Linked DNA regions of Mus musculus: region 2 is linked to region 1. A link is a contact called in public HiChIP or PLAC-seq data. All regions are on one chromosome and are shown on one strand. Each heading gives the region's core, a stretch centred on a gene start, on an enhancer-like site or on the middle of the called end of the contact. The rest is flanking DNA. Distances are from core to core; before and after follow the strand shown.

Region 1 (5,636 bases), core at 1,199-3,698:
ACTCCTGCGCCTCCCTGAAATGATACCCTCATTTACAAAGCCTGACGAGGGGAACGGGGGCAGCCAGAACCTTGGTAACCTGACAGGCAGGAAGGAGAGGAAGCCTGTAGACAGCAGCTATGCTAAGGTAACTCCATAGCCACTTTGCAGTGTAGCACACAGGTGGGATATATAATCAGCCGTAAGATCTGATTAGACTCCATGGCAACACAGACCACAAAAGCCAAGTCTTAAAATGACAGCCTTCTCTCTCTTATGACAAAGAGAGAGAATAATCCTCTTTAGACCCGAGTCCCTGACTCAGCCCTACTCCCAGCATGGTGGCTTTAGCTTAACTAACACACACACACACACACACACACACACACACACACACACACACACACACGATGTACTTTTTAAAAAAGCTTCAAAAATTGCATTCGTTTATTTTGTGCTGGTATGTATGTATGTATATATGGACACACATGTGCTACAATACACAGGTGGAGGTATGAGGACATTTAATCGTCCCTAGTCATTAGGGTTGACTGCAGTGTCTTTGTCCATTGAGCCATCTCACTGGTCTGTTAAACTTTAAGTATAAACAACACATAAATAAACCAACAGAGGTCAGTTGTGGCCTTCAAACCTGGCACTTCAAAGCACAGGCTAGTGGTTCTCTGTGCGTTCAAGACCAGTCTTGTTCTAAGTGAAATTTTAGGCAAGCCAGGGCTACATGGTGAGACCCTGTCTCACCACAAAAACACAGGCTAAAATGCCTGCTTTCTGTAACTGGTCCTAGGGCGGATGCATTGCTACCTCCCTTCTCCCTTCTTTAACTTAAAAAAAAAAAAAAAAGAAGAGGCTGGAAAGATGGCTTAGCAGTTTAGGTGCTTGTCACCAGGCCTGCCATCTGACTGTGATCTCTGGGACTCCCCTAAGGTGACCTCTGCATGCCTGAGCACACACACATACATGTAAAGGGCTATTTAAAAATTTAGGACGTTTTGAGATTTCAGTATGCTTTCCTAAAGGATTTCAATTTTATGAAAGAATATAACCTTTTAAATTATATAACATTAAGTCAAATGATTTACATGCCAATTAGATTTCAATTCACATAAAATTATCCTAGGAGTTACACAATAGGGTAAAAATTAAAAACAAACAAACAAAAGTTATTTGTGGGTGGGTCTGTGTGACTATGTTCCCAGGGAGGCAAGATGGAGAGGGTTCCCCTAGACCAGTAGTTCTCAATCTTCCTAATGCGGCGTTCCTTTAATACAGTTCCTTATGTCGTGCTGACCCCTCTACCATAAAATTATTTCATTTCTACTTCATAACTGCAGTTCTGCTATTGTTATGAATTTATGAATTGTAATGTAAATATCTGATATGCAGGATATCTGATATGTGACTCACAGGTTGAGAACCTCTGCCCTATAATGGTGTTATACGTGGTTGTGAGTTATCTGACTAGAAACTCAACCTGGATCCTGCAAGAGCAATATGCTCTATTAACTACTGAGCCATCTCTTCAGCCTCACAAATTAGTTCCTTTGAAATATCATGTTTCTTTAAATGTGAATGAAAGAAAAATACAGGTGAAAATAACCGTTGAAAATGAGAAGCAAAACCAAATTACTTAAATATGTCAAGCAAAACACATAAAGCCCACATCTGAAAATTCAGAACTCTTTTTTCCCCTTTTGGCATAAAAAGATAAGTTTATCTTTCTCATGGATCTATTTATTTAAAATGCTTGCAGGTACACTTGTGTGGGTATAAGTGTAGGTCAATTATCAACATCAGGAGTACAATTTACCTTATTATTTGAGTTTCGACTGACAAGGAAAGCTGAAGGCATAGTGCCTGCCTAATCACGACCCAAGGAATGCATACGAGTTGTTACTGAGAAGCAACGTGCTCAGAGCATTTAAAAACTGGTACCAATTATTTTACTGGGTCACAGGGCATGAACCCCTCCGAACAGATAACTTTATTTTTTTTTTTTTGTTCAGCATGCACAACTCATACTCTCCGCTGTCTGATTCGCGCACTCCTCCGGCGCTGGAAGCTGTAGTAGAGTCATTCATTTTCCCAAGCATCATCTAAACTGCATTTTAAATAACAATCAACAAATATCGCCGGCGCATCCCACACAAAACTGAGTGCGAGGGCGGGCTCACTAGGAGAAAGGAAGTGCGTTTTTGGTTTGTTCAGTTCCCCACAGGATAAGGGGAAAGCCTCGGGTGTTTGTGGGGTACACGTGGAAGCTCCAGGAAGGCCCCTAACTGACTCGACTGGATCTGGCAATTCCACCAGGTTAGGGACCCGGGTCCGCCCGCACCGCCGCCGCCCTCTGCTGTGACCCCAGCGCTCCGCTTGCCTTACCTGCTCCTGACCTCGCGCACGCGCGTCCCCGGAAGGCCCGCCCCCCTTTACTTGCTTCCCAGCTCCAGAGAGCAGGAGAGAGGCGGAAGCTTGATGGCTAGAGCGGAGTCGGCGGACAACCCGGAACTACTCTCACTCCCTGGGGGCGGGACCTCGGGCGACACCTAGCGGCCGCGCTCGCTCTGAGCCCAGGGCCTCCGCCCGCGAGGAAAGCCGGGTTGTGTGGGTGTGGTTCTGAGAGTGGGGGAGCCTTGGCTATCCAGGAAGGTTCTAGAGGGACCACACGCATCATTTTGTCGAGAATAGCCAGAGCTGAGTCCCTCCTCGCTGAAGCTCCTTGCTCTGTGATAATAGAATGAAATGCAGTATTTTTCCTTTGTCTTCACGTTTCATTTTTCTTTTCATTAGAGCTTATGCTCTTTGCGTTCCAAAGATACTTGATGCTAGCTCAGAGTCTTTCTGACCGTGTTGGGTTCCTATCAATCAAGGAGTTGAGCTGTGGTTCTCTTTTCGGGGTACAGGGATAGAACTCTTGGATAGGAGATAGACAGGAGCAGTAACACAGAGAAATTGTGTTTTGGAAGATAGCCTAAGTTCTGCTTCTCTTTGTACATTTGGATAAGCTAGTGTAAAACTCTGTCCCCAGCCTTTTTCTTTTCTTTTCTTTTTTTGTTTTGTTTTGTTTGTTGAGACAGGGTTTCTCTATGTAGCATTGGCTGTCTTGGAACTCACCGTGTAGACCAGGCTGGCCTCAAACTCAGAGACCCATCTGCCTCTGCCTCCTGAGTGCTGGGATTAAAGGTACACACCTGGGCCGTCAATCCCAGACTCAAACTTTTATGATAAACTCTCAATTGTTTTTTAAAAGCAAGATGTCTTAATTGTGGAGCAAGAAAATATCGTAACGGACAGTATGAGATCAATCATGAGATCTTGAGCAATCTCAAAAGAAATCAGATATGTGGGCCAAGAAAACTGCAGCTTTATCTGCGCAGCTGTGTCAGCTGCGGGTCAGAGTGCCCTTTACCGTTGACTGTCCTTGGGAATGAAGATAGGTTGCTCATACCGCATCAACAACTAAGGTACCGGGGTATTTGCCTACGTGTGCACCAGTGAAGGGTCAGCATCCTGCAGAGACCATGACTTCATTACGATATTATTTTCATTGTGGGCTTGGCCAGGATAAGCTTTTCTAGAGGATCCTGAGAAGAAATATCCTTCAAAAGTGATCTGACCCACCGTGACTTAGGAAAGAAAAAGGCTCGCCCTACTCTATCACTATGACACCCACTTTATAAATGTAAGAATTAAAAAAAAAATACGACGGGGAATCTACTGTGCTCTTGCCCTTCTCTTTGGAACAGCTCACTCCTTGAAATCTTCGCTTGCTTTGTTAGATAAACTGCTTACACTGTGTGTCTCCTCTGAATTTCTTCCTTGAAAAAACAAGAGCTGAGAGACCGCCTCTCATAAAAAAGGCATGTCTCCTCGGCAAGCCTTTCACTGACAACAGAAACACTATCAGTATTTCGCTCCTTGCAAAATCTGCTTTCAATAGAGCCACCTTTTATAGGGATTACTATACAGTGCCTATTGAGTGCTTGGTAGGTCGATTGAGAAACGAGTGCTTATTTTCTGAGCATTAATCAAAGTCTTACATAAATACAGTAAAATAGATTTTAGAATTGAGGCAAGTCAGCAGCAAGTTCTATATCTAGAGGAGGGCATTCAATTGACATTGTCTTTGCTCCTATAGAATTTGTGTTTGCCAAGTTTTAATATGTTATCAACTCACATTATAGTATGCAATCTTATTAACATTTACACCAAGGCTGTTAAAGTCCTATGCATAACTACAGCCACCTACCCCAGTGTCCTAGGCGGCAACAGTCCTTGGAGAACTTTCACTTGTGTTTTCTGTTTCTGGAGGTTTGGGTTGTTTTTAAACCAATGTTTTATAAACATGAAGACCTCTATTCTAGTTTGCCTCCCTGTTGCTGTGATGAAACACTGACCAAAAACTACCTGGGGAAGCAAACTTTATTTGGCTTACAGCTTACATTCTATCATTTGGAGAGACCAAGGCAGGGCTCAAGACAGGAACTGAATCAGAGACCATGGAGGAACACTGCTTACTGGCTTGCTCCCATGACTTGTCCAGCTTGCTTTCTTCTATAACCCAGGACAACTTGCACAGGAATGACACAGCCCACAGGGGGCTTAACACTCCCAAATTAGTTATTAATCAAGAGAATGTCCCACAATTTCATGGAGGCAATTATTCAAAAGTTATGCCTTCCTGGGACACTCTATGTCAAATTGATAAAAACTAACCAGCAATGATTCCTTTTTGTATTGGCTGCTAGCTTTAAAGCAAAATTTGTAATTGACTCATGGTGTGAAATATTCTATATGTGTGTGTGTGTGTGTGTGTGTATATCCCCTATATATGGGTTGATAACATACAAAAACTTGGCAAACACAAATTCTATAGGAGCAAAGACAATGTCAATTGAATACCCTCCTCTAGATATAGAACTCACTGCTGATTTTAGAATAGATTCTAGAATCTATTTTAGTGTAAGGCCTTGATAAATGCGCAGAATAAAGTACTTGTTTCTCAATCGACCTACCAAGCATTCAATAAGTGCTATATAGCAATCCCTATAAAAGGTGGCACTACTGAAACTATACATGGGGAGTTGGTTCCAAGACATGCTTCATGGACATCATAATCTATGGGTGCTCAACACATAGATTTGAATATAATACATGCACAGCTTATGATATACTTTAAATTATTTCTAGGTTAATAATGATACATATGTAAAAGATACATGAATAGTTGTTATACTATATTGGTAAGGGACTAGTGACAAGAGAAAAAAATGTCTGCCCATATTTACTCCAGATGCAAGTTTTCCCCCAAATGTTATTATTGATCTATGATTAAATGAATCTATGTATGGAAACCCACAGACACTGAGGGCCTGGTGGATTTGTATACTGCTTGTTGGTTCTACTTTGTATGTTTTTTTAAAAAAATAATTTTAATAGATTTGCTATATGTAAAAGAAAGTTGGTTTTAATTGTGTGTGTGTCTGTGTTTGTCTCTGTGTAGTTATGTTAATGTGAGGGCAAGTGCCCATAGAGGCCAGAAGAGACTGTCATATCCCCTGGAGGTGAAGCTGTAGGTGTTTGTCAGCCATCTGACACGGGTGCTGGGAACTGAATTTGGGTCCTATTCAAGAGCAGGATGT
Region 2 (5,636 bases), core at 1,990-4,489, 540 kb after region 1:
AGTTAATCTGCTCTTTCCTGTTGCCATATGGAGCTCCAGCTCTTCAGGCTCTGGACACTAGGCTCTAGATGTGTCAGGAGTCTGGGTCATTTTTCTACACACCAGAATGTAGAAATAGGTAATACAAGCTTTCACTCAGAGAATGTATTTCTTGAATGTGCTCCTGGTTTGAGATCAGGTCTTTAAGAAATCTTTACTTAAGGTACTTTTTTTTTTTTTTTTAAGCCCATCCATTCTATTTGGGTCTTAATCTCTAGGAATGCTAATGCTGGGTTTCTTTTGTTTGCTTTGATAGTGATAACCTGCTAAGAAGAGCAGCCTGTCAAGAAGCTCAGGTAATGCCATTTCCTGTGATAAAATTAAATCGCCCTTATCTCCGCTGTGCAGAAGACACAGCCACTCCAGGGACTGACTTACTTGGGGTCTTGCATCAGTGCAGTGTGACTATTTTCCCTCCACCTCCAGATGGATCAGGCCATCAGCCAACTCTGAGTGGAATGGGTGGAAGTTAGCCATCTGGTGAAGAACAGTGCTGACGCCCACCCTGTTAGGCTTGTTTACTCCTGGATCCCTCCCAAGAACACATAACTGGACGGCTGAAGAGCTAAGAATTGGCGTGCGTTTGCAGTTATCCTTGAATATCTGGCTAAACCCTGAATCTGGAATAGCCCCCAGGGATCTTGGTTCAGAACAGATTTTACCTCTGAAAGTCAAGTCTTGTTAAAATTGTTTTCTTCTGCTTTTAAAGCCCATGTCACTAACATAGCTGATTCCTAGCACTGCACTGCCATCCAGTTCCACGAGATGCTGCTTAAGCATTCATTTATCTGGCTGTGGTGGTGATAGTTGAGTTGTAAATCCTTTCAGATTTAACACCCTGGCTTTCCTCTCTTCCCTATTTGTAGTTTATACCCTGCAGATGGATTTCTGTGACTCAGTACCTTTTTGTTATATGTCATTTAAGCTTATGATGTCAGAAATGCCTGAAGAGATGTATGAAAGTTAAAATGGCAAAGAAAACGAACACATTTAGTAGAAGTGGGTGTCAAACCTCATGTTTGTTTCTGAATTATTTTCATAGATGATAATGACAATAGATACTATTAATAAATCCTTCTTTGGCTCCAAATATGTTTTAAGAATTTGATTTTATTTCTGCACAGATATACCATCTAGTATAGCTTTAAGTTATTTTAAAAATTAATTTAAATAAGCTTTAAATTTTATTTTTAAGATCAGCAAGATGCTTCACTTTCAGGAAGCTGAGGCAGGAGGATTGCCATGTGTTTACCTCCTGGGTTACATAATGAGTTTCAGGCCAGCCTGAGATAGGCTATGAGTCCCTCAAAAAATAAGCTGTTGGATTATTTTTGAGTCTCAGTATGATACTCTAGAACATATATGTAATTCTTAATGATCAAATCAAGGTAATTATCAAATAAACCTTAATATTGAGTTCCAGGGAGTTCTGCTGATACACTCTCCTCTTACTTAAGGTGAATCCTCTGCTTATGTTCTTTCTGAATTTCAGCCCCACTTACTTTCCCAGGAACAAGGTCTTGTTAGGAACTTTTCCACATACTGACCCCTTACTGTTCTAATCCTCCAGTCCTCTGCACATGTTTAGCATCTTCCATGTGACTAAAGGTGCATTGATCCTCTCAGCTTTCTCTACTTTTCCTATGGTCTTTTTATAATCTAAATTATTGAGTGATTTAAAAAAATCATGTAAACTCAACTCTAGTTTTTACAAACTTCTTAATCCATTATGGACCTGACACCTGACTTTACAAGTCTGGCTAGGAATTCTTGGGACTAGGAAATGAGGATAAGGAGGGGCAGTCTAGTGCTGTAGATCTGGAATCTGGCTACAGAGTACTGGGGTACTGGGAAGAGATACCACCATGACCATAACTCTTATAAAGGAAAACATTTACTTGGGGCTGGCTTATAGGTTCAGTGGTTTCGACCATTGTCATCACGGCTGGAAGCTTGGCAGCATGCAGGCAGACAAGGTAGCTGAGAGAGAAAGCCACACTGGACCTGGCTTGAGAATCTGAAACCTCAAAGCCCACTTCCTAGTTACACACTTTCTCCAACAAAGCCAGCCCTCCACTAATGCTATTCCCTATAACTGTGGGGGCCATTTTCACTTAGACTACCACATTCTGCTCCCTGCTCCCCATGGGCCTGTAGCCACATCATAATGCAAAATGCAGTTAGTCTAACTTCAAAAGTCCTCAGTCTATCACAGTTTCAACCATATTTAAAAGTCCACAGTTGAAAGTCTATGATAATCAAGGCAGTCTCTTAACTATAGCCTCCTGTAAAATCAAAATGAAAAAAAAAAAAACAAAGAAAAAAGCAAATCACATACTTCTAACATACAGTGACACAGGGCATACATTACTATTCCAAAATGGAGGAAAGAGAAGGATAATGAGGAAGTACTGGACTAAAGCAAGACTGAAAGTCAGCTGGGCATACCCCAAACTTTGCATCTCCATGACTGCTGTCAAATCACACTTCAGCTCTCAAACTCCTTTCACTGTTTTTGACTGAAACATAATTCTTTCTCTTGGACTGGTTCCATTCCCTGATAGCAGCTTTCCTTGGCAGGTATCCCAAGGCTCTGGCATCTTCAACATCCTGGGGTCTTCAAGGCAGTCCAGGCCTCACCTTTACAGCTTCATGCAATGGTCTTTCTAGGTCTCCAAGAAGGGACATCTGCATATGCCTGGCCTCAGAGGCTTTCCTTAGTTATGGAGGGAGACTCTATAACTCTTTTCTTGTGTCCTTGACTCTATAAACTTAGGTACCATGTGGCTGAAGCTGCAAAGTTCTGCTGCTTGCGTGAACCCCTTATTCAAATACATTTTCTCCAGTTTTCTGGTTTTTTAATTTTTTTTTCTTGTTTTTTTTTTTTTTTTTTACTTTTTTACTTTTCAGCTTTCTGGTTTTGATAGTTTCCTTCACTGCCTAAGTTTGGCTATCCTGGAGCTTCCTTTGTAGACCCAGGCTGTCCTTGAACTCTAAAATCTACTTGCCTTTTCCTCCCAGGTGCTTGGATTACAGGTTTGTGGACTTGGCCTTATGCTTTTATTTAATTCCTTTTTCATTTAATTCCTTAGCTGGGTGGGGGTCTTGTTCTGAGGTCACCACTCCCTTTACTCCACTTAGCATCTGGCTTTTCTTTAATCTGTTTACATTCCCTGGGGCTCCTTTTCTTCCTCTACTGTACTTTTTGTATTTTTTCTTGCTTATCTTAAGTCTTTTGTTGTAGATCTGCATAAGACTGGCTTCTATTAACCACAGAAGACAGTCAATGCTAGGTTGTTTGGAAAAGTCCTTTGCCAAAACATTTAATCAATAATTCCTTAATTTAGCCTCAGGCAGATTTTTTTGGACAAAGGCAGAAAACAGCCACATTCTTTACCAAAATATTGCAAGAACAATCTCTAGGCCACATATAATATTTTTCTCTGAAACTTCTTAAGCTGGGCTCTCATAGTTCAAATCACCCTCAGTACCACTATCTTCCATGATCCTACTAGTATGGCTCATTAAGCCCGGTTTAAAATGTCCAATGACATTTCTAGCTCAAAAGTCCCAAAGTATTCCATATTCTTCCAGGCAAAAACAGTGTCAGGCCTATCTTAGCAATACCCCATTCCAGGAACCAGCCTCGATCTTAGTTAGAGTTTCTATTGCTGTGAAGAGACATCATGACCACATCTCTTAGAAAGGCATTTAATCAGGCCAGCTTAAAGTTTAGAGGTTTACTCCATTGTCATAATGGCAGGAAGCATGGCAGTATGCAGGTAGATGTGGTGTTAGACAGGTAGCTGAGTGATCTCTACCCAAATCAGCAAAAAGCAGGAAGAGAGTGCCACACTGGGCCTTTCTTGAGCATCTGAAACCTCAGAGCCCACCCCTCAGTGACACACTTCCTCCTACAAGGCCATTCCTACTCCAACAAAGGCAGACTTCCAATAATGCCACTCCCTATGAGTCTATGGAGGCCATTTCCATTCAGACCTCCACAGCTGAGTTAGTTACTTCATTCCTGATGGAATCCTAGAATGAAATGGATCAGAACAAACCAAATTGATGATATATTTGGAGACTTAGCCAGAAAATGTCAAGATACAAGAGTAAAAAGAGAACAAGATACAAGAGTAAAAAGAGAACAAGATACAAGAGTAAAAAGAGAACAGAAGTGGTAATGGGCAGGTAATGTGTGTGTGTGCACTTGTCTATGTAGGTGTGTATGGAGGTTAGCATTGGCATGTTATTCTCTCTAGCTCTCCCTAGCTTTACTGAATTGAAGCTTGCCATTTCCACTAGACTATCTGACCAGGGAGCCCCCCCGGATCCGCCTGGTTTCTCTTCCCAGCACTGGGGTTATAAACATACACTGACACTGGAGATCTGAACTCTGTCTTAGGCTTGTGTAGTACTTTACTATTTAGTTACCCACGTAGCCATCTCCCCAGCACAGAGCTTGTTTATTTAGAAGGTGTAGAAAGGATCTCTAGTGGACAGTCAGAGGGGAGGCAGATTTAGACTGAGTTGTTCAATACAACATCTTGCTATAGCCATTTCCCCTCTAATCTTTGCTTTATACTTGTTTTCTAGAATTCTGCTGCCATAACCCAGACTTGTTTTTCAACCCCAAGACCTGAAGTTTTTGGCCTTTTTAGTGTTGTGTTATCATGATTCTTTTCATCAGCTCTCTTCCCTAGTTTAGATGTCTCAGTAGTAGCTCCCCTTCTGTTGCTGTTTTGAATCCTCACATTGATCCTTTGCTTCTTGATCTGCTCAGCCTTAGAGCCATAGAATAGAAAACAGTTTGAGTACCGGGTTTCTTCTGTGTATACAGATGGTGAAAATTAACTGGTAACAAAGACTCCCGAGGAATAAATTTAGTATAGACTAAAGGAAAAAGGATTGTAGCATGAAAACTGAATGTCCCTTCTCATAGCCTGTGGCCCTGCAGGATGTATGCTTATAATAAAAGGAACTAACTACTACCACTGGTAAGGAAAGCCAGGTTTTTGTCCTAATGTAAAATCGTCATTGAGTAACTGCATACTTTGGTTGTGATGCTTGTAGTGACTCTGTTATGGAGATCATGGATGAGCTTGTGCTCTTTGGCTGGATGACAAAAAAAAAAAAAGTATGCGATCAACAGCTGAATAAAGAATTTAATTGAAAATGTCTCTTTCTTTTTCAGGTGTTTGGCAACCAGCTCATTCCTCCCAATGCACAAGTGAAGAAAGCCACCGTCTTTCTCAATCCCGCAGCTTGCAAAGGGTATTTCAGTTTGTGACTTACTGTATTTAGTTTTTCTAAAGGCAAAGGACAAAATCTCCACAAAGGCAGGTGGTGGACTGTGTGCTACAGTGACTGGGACTGGTTACTGTGCAGCCACAGCGTTAGTCTCCGAGTGGAAGTCACCGTGCCGCAAATTGATGTTCATCAAACACCAAGGATTTATATCAGCTTGAGAGCAGTCCTACTGGGAATGATTGCTCTCCTGCTTTGCATAACCGTGTTAGGCTGCCATCACAAAGGAGTTTGAGAGATCAAGAGCACAGTGGGCTCAGGAGGACAGTGTAGTCTTTACAAAGGAG

What was found. HiChIP or PLAC-seq counts read pairs in DNA pulled down with a chosen protein or histone mark.
Region 2: an H3K27ac HiChIP or PLAC-seq map of embryonic stem cells shows a contact between it and region 1, with 4 times the contacts expected there. The contact joins the enhancer-like site here to the promoter of Mrps33 in region 1. A contact is called at or near these places in 6 of 39 promoter capture datasets (HPC-7-derived erythroid cells, cranial neural crest, embryonic stem cells and 3 more), 7 of 115 datasets of contacts at active chromatin or transcription factors (embryonic stem cells and forebrain) and 1 of 9 other capture datasets (embryonic stem cells).

The regions. Positions count from the first base shown.
Region 1 is chr6:39,808,488-39,814,123 of GRCm38.p6, forward strand. It overlaps Mrps33 (mitochondrial ribosomal protein S33), which reads right to left and starts at 2,449. Exons shown (of 3, transcript NM_010270.2): 1 at 2,377-2,449.
Region 2 is chr6:40,347,117-40,352,752 of GRCm38.p6, forward strand. It overlaps Agk (acylglycerol kinase), which reads left to right. Exons shown (of 16, transcript NM_023538.2): 3 at 296-335; 4 at 5,237-5,316. Among named protein-coding and RNA genes, the nearest start is that of Agk, 24 kb to the left of the region's middle. Within about 2 kb of position 3,240, at least 7 of the 459 cell types and tissues checked have an H3K27ac peak or open chromatin away from gene starts, as enhancers often do. A contact at or near this core is called in embryonic stem cells, where this site is marked.